3 separate regions of the Zea mays genome follow, and regions 1 and 2 are each linked to region 3. A link is a contact called in public Hi-C data. All regions are on one chromosome and are shown on one strand. Each heading gives the region's core, a stretch centred on a gene start, on an enhancer-like site or on the middle of the called end of the contact. The rest is flanking DNA. Distances are from core to core; before and after follow the strand shown.

Region 1 (4,158 bases), core at 951-3,450, 270 kb after region 3:
GACACGGCTTGCAAAATGAAGCACAAATTACTTTTAAGGTAGTCTTTTAATTCATGGATAACTTTGGCATCCTTCACAAAGGAAACTGCATAGAAATCAACACCGTTTTCGACACCAAATTTTATGTCTTCCCAATCCTTCTCTGTTGAAAACAGAAGCACGTTAGGATGTTGGATGCAACTAAATGGCAGCTAGACTGGTCAGGGGATCAACTAACCAGTGATAGATGGCAAAGTAGCACTCTTTCCACGGACATTTAGGTGGCGCCGTGATTTCAATTCCCCACCATCAACTACTTTACACTTGACTGTATCGGTTGTTTTAGACTTCACAGCAAGCGACATCATTCCTCCTGTAGCACACAACAGTACAATGAAGAATCGGTGTATGAAACATAATATCATATATAATGTTCAATTGCAAACAAGTGAATCAGTTTATGGAAGAAGGCAACAAAAGAACCCGACAATATCCATTACAGGATCATAGTAACACAAAATCAACATAATCAGAATATTTAATCAAATGAAATAAGTTAGATTGCAGAAGAAACATGATTGTAGGGATAACTTCAATACAAACCAGCTGTCACAGCATGAACACGAACTAGCTTCAACAAGTAAATAATCATCTACACGCATTCAAAGTAGAATATGGCAATTGAGAGTTTAGCTCACCATCCACTAATAGTATGTCGCCAGCTTCAACATCATTTATGAAGTCATCATAGTTCACGCTGACAGTGTCTTCAGTGCTCACCCCTCTTTTAATCGTGAAGTTGAACTCTTGACCTTCCTTGAGCATGATTGGCTCTGGAACATCCCCACTTCTAACTTCAGGACCCTGCATCCATCAAACTCAGTCATAAGAATTTAAGTTGTTGTAGAATTAGTTTTGATGTATGCAGCTGAGATATACCTTTGTGTCCAGCATAATGGCAATAACATTGCCATCAGTGTTCTGTGCATTGTACTCCTTGACCAAATCAATAACCTTCTGGTGCGACTGGTGGTCACCATGGGACATATTAAGGCGTGCTACATTCATTCCAGTCTCTGCAAGCTTCCAAATCATCTCACGAGTGTTGGTTGAGGGACCTATGGTGCAGACTATCTTTGTCTTTCTCCTAGAATTTGCAGTAACTGCCTGTGAAGTGATTTCACTTGTAGCCTTACTATTCATCTGCATCAGAAATGGTACAATCGTTACCACATAAAGTACTTCGTCATCACATGAAGTAGCCACTTAAGTGATTAAGTATCTGAATCATTCGTACTCAAAAGTTATTTGTGTTACTAAAAAGTCTAAATAAGCTAAATATTGGTTACAAACTTCAGATGGCGATAGAAATAGCATCAGGTACTGTCGTACTGAACATCATGGAGCCAAAACGAGCACTAAATCAGATCAAGTAAAAGGAGTATCTGGATAAAATGTCCTGGAAATGCGCAAACATCTGTAAATGCAATGCTATTCCTGTAGTTTTATTCACCATTGAAATGAATCATCAAATATCTGAGCCTGCACCTTGGGATCAGCCGACCGACCTTTGTGTACTAACGAGCTCGCAGCAACAACTAGACTACGATCATCAACTGCGAATAACAACGCTTGGGATCCAATCGCCAAACACAATACATGCGCGCAGGGACTAATCCGATGCAAGGCTGAACTGAACGAAGCAAAACCTGAAACTAATCTCCTCTGCGAACCAAATCAGCAAGCAGAGTCTCGGTGGTTCGCAGAGGAGCACAGACGCGCACAGAAATGGAAAGTAGCTGTACAGTGATACCGCCAAGCAGTCGAGCGTGCAGGGCGAAATCAGACGGGCTTAAGGATGGCACTCACCCGAGCATGCACAGCGCCGTTGGTCGTGCCGGCGAGATCCGCCGTCAGCGCCTCGGTGGCGGTCGTCCGCAGCGACTGCGCCGCCACCGCCCTCCTAGGCTGCTGCGGTGCCGCCGCCGGGGCTGGGTGCGCAGCCGGCCTGAGCGTCGCCACCGCCACTCTCGCCGCCGCGAAACCACCGATCTCCGCCGCTGCCGCCATTTGATGTCCCCGTGCTCCGCGCCGCGCTCGAGGAGAGTAGCGCACGAGCACGACAAGTCGTGGAGGCAGGTGCGGACTGCGGAGGCTGCGGCGCGCGTGTGTGGGACGGAGAGCGCTCCTCGCCGCGAGGGTTTTCGTATGATATTCCGACAAGGCGTGGCGGTGGCCGTGGGCCGCTTCTTATTACGCCGCAGGGGGAGATGGAGGAGGCGGGCCCACGCGCCAGGTGTGCACGGCGCGGTCCACACGATGCCTCCAATCCTCGGTTCCAACGCCCGAGAGAACCGGAGGTTGGAAGGCCCTGCTAAACTGGCACTGGCAGGCTGGCACAAACCGGTGGGCCGTTGTTCTGTTTGGGCCCAAACGTCAGTGGCTGTCGATGATCTTATTGTTCCGCATGCCAACACGGAGTACTTGTATATCTCTCTGTTTTTTTTTTCTCGACCGGGGCGCTGACTGACATGTGGAGCTGGCAACAAGGGCGGAGATCGCGAGGCGGGGACATTGCTGTTAGACGATTGCGTCGAGGAGACAAGGCAAAGCCATGCTTTCTTCGCCCAGGCGCCGCCGTGTGTCTCTGATGCAGTAGTGCTATGCCGCTAGGAATTAGGATCCCGTCACGTCACTCCTTAGCGTCTCTATAATGTCTCAAATAGCTATGTAGAGCTGAGAGAAAAATAAAAATAATAATTTATCTCATCTTCTATCTATTTGCTGATCACTAGCTATTCTCGGTTTTTCTATATTTTCTTTCCATATAGAAAAAAGACTAGTTAGCGAAATAGCTAGCCATTGAAGATGCCTTAGACATGTCTGCCCCCAAGCTGACGGACGAATCTTCGTCGTCTGGGCCATTAAATGGGCTGTTTCTCCTAAGGACGAGCAAACAGAACTACATAAACGTCGCAGAGTGTGAGAGCGACAAGTGCATGCATATCCTCGGCAACCAAAACACCGTATGTGCAGGTGCAGCTGCCAGCTGTGCTTGCTAGAGGAAGTAGTAGAAAAGCTGGAAGAAAGACAACTTCAGTTTGGGCATGATACAGGATTTCCAAGAACAGCGCAAACGAAACAAAGTACTATGACAGGGACCATCATTCTTATTTCGATTCCATGTAGTGTACACTGCGTGACTTCTGTTAGCCCGCGATTACAAAGGGAACAATATGCTACAAAACCTAGGGTGGCCTTTCCTAGACACCAAAACAGCATTGTCGATGGTCCAGACGGATGCCGACATTTCAGCTCAGTTAGCTATCGATTCCAACAAGAAAACGCCTGCCAAACTGGTATAAAAGGCAAAAAACACTAACAAGCGACTCCATAAGGAAGAACTGCAGCTGCCACCGGCCTGCCCTCCTCGTTCAGGATATTATATGTTGAAGCCGCATTCCTCTGCAAACCATGGAAGCATTGTATTATAAGCAGAGAGGAACAGCACAGGTTCCCTTCCTATTGTAATTTTTAGGCTTTGTTTCGGAAAGAGGAACGGCGATGATGAAACAGTGCGAAGGGAGGGATTAGGCCATTAAAATGCATACTGAATCGACTGCTTCTAGCTTCATTCCAGTTGAACGAATGAACTTTCGTAGCTCAGGACTGACCGGCTGGATGTGTCTTCCACAACCAAGAATCAAGATCTCTGGACAAGAATGGCATATCAAATGTTGCAGATCACTTTGATATTTCTACCTATGAGGACGATCAAATGTACAGAAAGGAATAGGAAACTAGATCTTGAACCCCCACCATCACAAAATGCTTGCGAATCAACCACAACCAAGGACTGTCCATTCAATTAATTAATAAACATAAAGATGAAATCTGTCACAATAAAATCCATGTATGCCCTATAGCTTTCTAATGGAGCAGAAAACTCCAGTGGGCCACATAAAAACCAAGGAATAAGGGCCATACAAAGCATTGGATTGTGACATTAGCACAACAATATGCGTGAAGGTAGCAGAGCATTGGCCGAGACAAAATTACCTGGGATAGGGTGCACAACTTTGAAGATTGATAAACTGCATTATTTAAGCAAGGAAAAGTGTCACAAAATATCTTACAAACAGGAATATTACCATCGACACAATGGCAAACAAAAGGTAA
Region 2 (3,923 bases), core at 643-3,142, 400 kb before region 3:
GCAAAACTAGAGGCATGATAATGCAGTGAGAACATCAAGTAGATATATAAAAGTATTGAGCAAGCATCTTCATCCTTATCAACATCTAAATAGATTCTCTAATAAAATAGAGTACATCTAAAGTTCACCATCACTAGAGATCTGTCTACCTCTTTTTGCTATGAAGTCATCCGCTTTCATTGATTGTGAGTTATCCACAGATAGTGATAATCCAATCTTTAATTTGGCAGTTTTCGTCTGAAAGATGACCAACAAAGGAAGTTACATAGAACTACAAAAAACATGTATCACTGGAGTGGAACGACCAAAAAGAACAAGGTCAAAATTGTGTACCATATGCGATATAATTGCAGTGTTTGTAGTTCCTGAAGCAGCCATAAAAGCTTTTGACTTCCTACCATAAAGAGGGCATAGCACAAACCCTCCACCTTCAGAAGTCTTCCTCCCATAGCTATCCCCCAAGAGTACAATTGCCGGAGAATTCATATCTCTGAAGTCCAAGCACCAGCGTATATCACCAGAAGCCTCAAGGAGCTCAACACCCACAGGAGTGACCTTAAATTTCTACAGAATGTTCAGATACAAGAACCAAAGTATTAGACATCATGTGATGATAATACAACAGTATTTCTTTCAATACAGCATTATGTGAGTAATAAGTTATCAAAGATGGTCTCCGCAATCAGCTAGGTATCTAAATAATGACCATAGAACTGGTACACTACAATCATCTACCACATCCAGTCACTTATATATGACATTTCGAACAACAAACTAAAGTTAAAAGCAAGCCAGACTTGCTGTCTGAAACATCATATGGATCTGACTGGAGGGAGTAGTATTTCATAGCATGTCGTTATTTTGAGCACATTTTGTGGCACTATTTTTCATATAGTTAAAAAATCGCAAACAACTGAACAAGAATGAATGTGTGAATATGTGAATTATCTTCAATAGTTCTGCTTGAACTTGTAGCCTGGTGCTATGAGATCTGGTGAATTATCTTAAGGATGCAACAAGTTGAATCATGAAGTAGGGTAGTACTAGATGAGATTGGGCATGGAAGCATCAATTGATCAGAATAGAGTTGTACAGCACAATTGCTTACAGAAACTAAGCCTTTGTTTATTTCAAAAAAGAAAAGAAACACAGCCTTGTATTTCTATTTTTTTTTTTTTTGTTCACGGCAGCACAACACGGTAGATAGTAGCGGGATGTGAAGTTGATAGAAGCGGGTATTCAGGAAGGGGGTGTGCTTACGAAGGAGGACCATTCGTGGGTGCGTCGGCGGAGGTGGAGAACGGGGAAGTCGAAGGAGGCCTGGACCGGGCGGAGGCGGTGGAGTTCGGTGAGGATCCCCGGGCGGAGCGGCGACGAGAAGCGCATGGGCTTGAACTTGCTGCGGGCATCGGTGCGGACTGCGAGCGTGAACTCGTCGGTGGCGGTGAGAGCCTCAGCGTGGTCGAACTCGGAGCGGGCATCGTAGGAGTTGGTGAGGTTGAGCGTGGTGGGGTCGAGCGTGACGACGCCGGAAGAGGCGATGCAAAGGACCCGGCGGTACCTTCCCCTCCAAGAGTGCTTGACGACGAGGTACCGGGCGAGGTACTCGGGCTCCTCGGCGACGCCCGCGGGGGCAGCGGCGGATGCCGATGTGGCCGCCTCCGCTGCGGCGTGGCGGCTGGCAAAGTCCATGGCGGCTAGACTCGGGCCGGCATTAGGGTTCCGCCACCAGCGCAGGGAAGGGGAAGAGTGGCGCGAGTGAGTCGCCCCCAGCGCGGCGACCGATCTCGAAGCGTGACAAGATCCCCCTTTGCTGCTGCTGCCCAGCCGGTCGCCGGAGGACGGTGCTCGCCGGCGCACCAGCCGGATAATTGTTGAGATTTGTGTTGCGCGAGTTTTCCTGGTGCTTCGATTGAGATTGATCGGTCGACCGATCGGTTTGGTTGGCTCCTTTTCCGTTTTATTTTTCTGCCCGTTTTCCAAGCTGTTGCTTGCTTCCGATCTCACTTTTACCTTCTGTCTTCGTGGCTTCAGCCCCTACTACCACGTAGGGAGAGGGATCATTCAGGACAATTGGCTTCCGTGTTTGCCTAATTGGCTTCAGCGCGAGTGAGCTTGCGTTGTTTTCTTCTCTTTTCCCCCCTTTTTTATCATTAAATAATGTCATGTTTTAAAGTAAAACGAACACAGTGGTATTAACCGCCGTATATATTCGAACAATACGCCAAGAAAATAATTTCTTGGACATTTCTTAAGCAAGATTTGACTTTAATGTATACTTCCCCTTTTTCTATTAGGTCCCGTTTTTTCTTTCATTTTGAGAAATTAAAATCTTACTAATGAAATAGGCTATTTTTTTAAACGTGATATTCCACCACTTTCCAAAATTATCATATAATTCTATCTCAAATTCATGGGGTGAGAGATGGAAATTGATTCTATAGATTTTCATGTCATTTTTCTAATGTACAACTTATAACACATTCTTATACTTGCTTCGCTATAATATAAATGTTCTATAATATAAATATAGTATATAATTATCTTTCTCATATGATTTAAGATAAATACAAATAAATTACATATATAAATATATGAACTTAATTAGTTTTGTCTAAATTATAATTATTAGAATGGAATTCAATTCCAACGAAACAAATAGGGCCTTAGTTGTATTCTAAGTTAAATATGTTTATCTTTTACTGTTAACTTTAAAAAGCTGTAGAGATTAATAATATGATATTTATGTTTTTAGATTTATTAAGAAAAACAGTTTCATAATATATATATGGTTTATATCTATGTTGTGAATTTTATTTTTAGATTTATTTTGTGAAAATACATGAACCTTTTAGACCATATTTAATCATTATCATCTTCAATCGTTCCCTAAATGATACTCCCTCGCATACAAGGCAGTATCTAATCATTCCCTATTCAACTCCCTATATACATTATAACTCAGTTATTTAAAAAAATCATCAATTTTTGAAATTTTAAAAATCATAGAGCATTTATACTATCATAATACAAATTGTTATTATGTTACAAAGCTTAAACAAGAATAGAATCGCAAAGGAAAGACCTAGTTAACATATTGAGAGAGCCATTGGAGGGCAAATCCCCCCAAATGGCATGGGATGTGGGGCGGGGCAGAGGTGGGGATAGACGTTGGAGGTGGCTTGAAGATTGGTAGCCAAAGTTATGATTGTTTGACTTAGACGTCCAAAACGAAACTCTTTTGTGTCAATTGTTCTTTTTAGGAAGTTAACTGTTGCACTTTATTAATTTAAGAAAATACTTACATTGTTTACTAGATAATGTAAAATAAAGTTAGGGAGTTCATCGATCTAAATATAATCTTTTCTTTCTTGGAAAGCTAGCCAAGCTAACATATAAACCACCTGATTAGCATCCTATTACAATGCTCAATTAAGACACAATCAAAACCATGCCACGTACTCTGCTCGGTTCAGGACTCCTTTGGACATATAGCACCACAAGTGTCTAGTATGTGCCAAAGAGAGGCACCAAATAGGACATGTGTCGTATCTCAGGGATAGCGACAACATTGATATCGAAAGTGTCCAATGTAGCGAGTTGGGGTACACCAAATTGCAATGTGTACATTGGACCAGAAGCTAAAGCGTTCACCGGACAAGTGCTCTGGTTCATTCTACTAGGGAGGTTGTAGCTCATGCTATAGAGAACAAACTACCATAAGGCACTGGTGTATCTAGAGTACAATGGACGTCGCGCCATGATCTGATTGTAATGGCTAGCTATTGTCGATGTCTGATGAGCAACAATCTTACTATGAGGTCACTCAAGGTAAGATTTGGTGGGTGTCGACGAAAAACAAAATTCAATGGTTAACATGAAACGACAATTTAGACAGATTTAGACCACTAAATAGTGTAATA
Region 3 (4,018 bases), core at 922-3,421:
TTGTATCTTCAAACTCTTAGGTTTCTACACATAGTGCGTGATAATTTTCACGAAACATTCTCAAATTTTTATCATATGCTCTACATTTGATATCATGACATGTCGACAAGTTTCATGATTTTCTGACTTTGTTTGTGTTTTATATAATTTTTAAACAACTGGATGCAAGTTCACAGTCATGTTTAGTGAGCATGGTGCTCGAAAATTCCGATTTGCTCCTTAAATCGACCGTAACTTGTGTTAAATAACATGGATACCATTTTTGCATTCAAGGTTTTATATTTTTCGAGTGACTTGCAGTTCAAATCTGAATTATCTGAGGAAAATCAATTAAACGAACAAAATCTAATAGCTATAGCAAACACTTTTATAATTATACCAAAATTGAACCTGTAAGTCTACATAGTGTAGGAACATAGTAGACAAAGTTTGGTTGAGAAAAGAAAAAAAGAAAAAAATATTTTGTTGAGTGTCAGTCTGGAGACACTCGGCAAAGAAGCCTTCTTTGCCGAGTGCCAAAGGTCGGCGCTCGGCAAAGCTAATGGCCGTCAGATATAGACGGTGGTTGATAGCCCTTTGCCGAGCGTCTCTGTTCGCCGAGTGTTCGACACTCAACAAAATGGTCTTTGCCGAGTGTCTTTTTGTGACGAGAGTCCTGCTCTCAGTAAACGTGGTCGTTACCGAGAGTAGGATTTTGCCAAGTGCGGCTCTTGACAAAGATTTCTTTGCCGAGTAGCCGAGAAAAAGGACTACTCGGCACTCGCAAAAAGCCGGATTTCGATAATGTAAATTGGCTAATTATTCCTACAAGTCAACTCACCAACCAAGTATTTACTTGAAAATGAACATTGAAAATAACAATTAGAGAGAGAAAGTATCTTGCCAACAAAGTGGGAAGCATAGGGTCACCTCTGACCACCCAAGAAGGTGGAGACATCGTTAATGGCAGAGGTCGTGACGAGTAGCAGTGCCCGGTTAGAATTTGGAGTGAGGAAGGAGGCAGTGCCTAAGATCTGCCCGATGGCGACTAGCGAAGCATGGGTGAGCGACACGACACGAGCGGGTGAGGAAGTTCATAGGAAGGGAGAGAAGAGGGCATCTACGGGCCTGATTTCCTATTTTTTCATGTTGACGTAGGCAGGTTGGCGCGTAATGATCATGGCGCCCGAGTTGATGGCATGGCAGCCATATGCAAGCCAGAATAACACAACTTTTGGATCGTATGGCGTAAGAAGAGTAGAAACAGTGATCCAGTTTGGTCCTAAAGCACGTCGTGTCTTTATCGAACTGTACCAGATGGGTCGACCCAAGCCCGACCCATGCGTGTGGACCGTGATAAAAGGCCGATAGGCTAGAATTTAAGGCTAAGCCTATACCCATTTTCGGATCGTGCTAGCTCGGCCTATACCATCTTGTGCTTGGCCACCTTGAGCTCTTGTTTTTGAGCCGTGTACTAGCCGAAAAAAAAACCGACCATATTTCCAGCACAGCAGATGAGTGCTTGGCGCTGACCTACGACGCTGGCAGCCGTCACGCGAGACGAGATGACAGTGACACCGTTTTTGCTGTTTGGTCGCATTAGAGAGATTGGTGAGGTTAGACAGTTTATTTTTGAGAAGTAAAATTACTCTGATATTATTTTAAGAAATAGCTTTAAGAAATTTAAAAGTAAGACGTTCGATATGCAGGATTTTAGATTTGTGGGACATGGTCGGCAAGAGATTGGGTAATCCGGAAGCTAATAAAGTCGTCGCGCGCGCCGGCCGATGGCGATGTGTCGCAGAACGGATCGCCGTTCCTCGTTCAGCCGTTGAGGTAGGCATCGTCCGACGAAGCTGTGCCGTCGTACGTCCGCTTTCCAGCTGCAGAATGTTTACATTGCAGTGTCAGGCGGTCCACGACATGCATGCATGTCGTCCTCATTAGCAATATTACCAGCGATCTAGTCACCCCACCCGGCGCCGTGCCGTGTGACATCGTGTGGTTACAAACCAAAAGTAAACCAGCAACATTCTCCCTGACGCTGTCCCTGTCGTGCTCTGATCATTTTCGATGCTTTGGGCCAGCCTCTGATACGGCGATACTCACTTTTTGCTGAACGGTTATACAGTTGTTGTAAGTAGTGTGCATGGAACTGGAAGTAGTGCTCCACTCCAAGAGGGTGTACATGTTTCGCACGAGTTGTAGAACGACCCGCTGGCAGTGACAGGAGGCGAAGTGGCGATCAGAGAATGAAGGCGCGTCAGCTGGATAGAAGAATGTGCAGGCAAGTTGCGACAAGCAGTGGCGCATCCACCTGTTCACGTCGACATCGTCATGTATGTGGGCCCATCACCACTAAACCAAAGCGTTTTCTAACTTTCGTCCCGCCTGTATAGAGGTAGTGTTTGGTTACAAAGCCTACTTACACAACAACTATATTCTAGATTATAAAGATAGAGCGGCTCCATTCTATGTTAAGGGCATGTTTAGGAGAGTTTAAGGCCTTGTTTAGGTAGTATTTGGTTGAAGAGCCAAGTAGAACGGAGCCATTCTGTTCTAGTTTTGTCGCTGTTTGGTTACAAAGTAAATAGAACGGAATGGCTCCAATTAGGGAATATTCTCCTTAGATCCGGAACCATTCCGCTCCAAAAAAACAACCGGACGGAGCCGCTCCGTTCCCATCCCGCTCTCACAGTCACGCTCTGTTCCGTTCACTCTGCAACCAAACAAAAAACAGAGCCGCTCCGTTCCAGATTACCAAACACAGAACAGAGCGGCTCTGTTCCTAGAATCAAGGATAGAACGGCTTCGTTCTACTTAGCTCCTCAACCAAACACTACCTTAGGATAGCTCTAGCTCCAGAAAATTTGGTGAGGTTAGTGAAGTAGATCATTAGATGCTCCAGAAAATCATGGAGCTGGAGCTATAATTTGTTATTCTGGATAGCTCAAACCGAAGGTACATTTATAATTTGTTATTCTGGATATGGTAATGCAAATGAAAATAAGTTAATGATAATGTCTACATTATTTTTCGTATTTCATATATGAATTCTTCCTTATCATTTATTGTGCTTACGAAGATTTTTTCTTTCACAACCTTCGTCCGGAATTAATTATATCCGAAGGGACATAATGTCTTGAATGACGAAAGACTTTAATATTTAACACTTTTTATGTTGCCTTGTTCTTAACTCTTAGCATTTGAGAACAAGTCCCCAACATTGGCGCCCACCTCCGGTGAACTCACTTCCACTTTTTGAGTTTTGAACACCTTCGGCAAGCATAGACCTTCGTCATGCCGCCGAAGAAAGCTTCAGCAACAGGGGCTGTAGCTCTGCAACCACTGGATCCCAACTAGGAGACTCTCTCTCTTCGGGAGGCCCAAAGCCAGAAGAGGAAGGCCACCAGCCCAACGCCTCAGGAGGATGAATTGGATCAAGAGATCAGAGATATGGAGATGCTTCATCAACAGGTGCAGAGGAAGAAGGAAAAGATGGCTAGGCTAGCTGACCTGCAAAGGCAGATAGACGAAGCCTCTGAAGAAGTTCGTCATCTTACTCAAGATGAGCAGAACCGAAGGCCTCAGCACAGAGAGCTTCATCAGGAGGGCTTCTTCAACGAAGATGACTGGAATGAGAATTTCCATCATGGAAATTTTGCTTTTGATGATGCTTCTCCTCTGTCAGCAGAACTGCAGGCTACACCTTGGCCTCCGTCCTACAAGCCACCCCAACTCCCCATGTACGACGGTCACTCAGATCCGAAGCAGTTTCTGATGAGTTACGAAGCAACAATATCTTCATATGGTGGCAATACTGCAGTCATGGCGAAATCTTTCGTCATGGCAGTCAAGAGTGTTGCACAAACCTGGTACTCCTCCCTTCGGCCAGGAACAATCATATCATGGCAGAAGCTGAAGGATATGCTGATAACCAGTTTTCAAGGATTTCAAATGAAGCCGGTCACTGCTCAAGCCTTATTCCAGTGCACCCAAGATCATGAGGAATATCTTCAGGCGTATGTCCGAAGATTCT

The links. Hi-C and Micro-C count contacts between places; a contact is called where the count stands out from the background.
Region 1: a contact with region 3 is called in a Hi-C map of endosperm, with 3 times the contacts expected there. The contact joins the promoter of LOC100273990 here to the enhancer-like site in region 3. A contact is called at or near these places in 4 of 25 Hi-C or Micro-C datasets (bundle sheath, ear, endosperm and 1 more).
Region 2: a Hi-C map of bundle sheath shows a contact between it and region 3, with 4 times the contacts expected there. The contact joins the promoter of LOC100272361 here to the enhancer-like site in region 3. A contact is called at or near these places in 3 of 25 Hi-C or Micro-C datasets (bundle sheath, ear and tassel).

The regions. Positions count from the first base shown.
Region 1 is chr1:99,057,400-99,061,557 of Zm-B73-REFERENCE-NAM-5.0, reverse strand. LOC100273990 reads right to left here and starts at 2,200. Exons shown (of 12, transcript NM_001148376.2): 1 at 1,849-2,200; 2 at 919-1,182; 3 at 678-843; 4 at 218-352; 5 at 32-142. The coding sequence starts at 2,049. LOC100276291 reads right to left here. Exons shown (of 6, transcript NM_001150115.2): 4 at 4,039-4,073; 5 at 3,591-3,691; 6 at 3,128-3,444. The coding sequence ends at 3,358.
Region 2 is chr1:99,726,156-99,730,078 of Zm-B73-REFERENCE-NAM-5.0, reverse strand. LOC100272361 reads right to left here and starts at 1,892. Exons shown (of 22, transcript NM_001359605.1): 1 at 1,261-1,892; 2 at 334-564; 3 at 150-237. The coding sequence starts at 1,692.
Region 3 is chr1:99,329,389-99,333,406 of Zm-B73-REFERENCE-NAM-5.0, reverse strand. No RefSeq gene overlaps it. Among protein-coding and RNA genes, the nearest start is that of LOC103637689, 130 kb to the right of the region's middle. Within about 2 kb of position 2,171, at least 8 of the 20 cell types and tissues checked have an H3K27ac peak or open chromatin away from gene starts, as enhancers often do. A contact at or near this core is called in bundle sheath and endosperm, where this site is marked.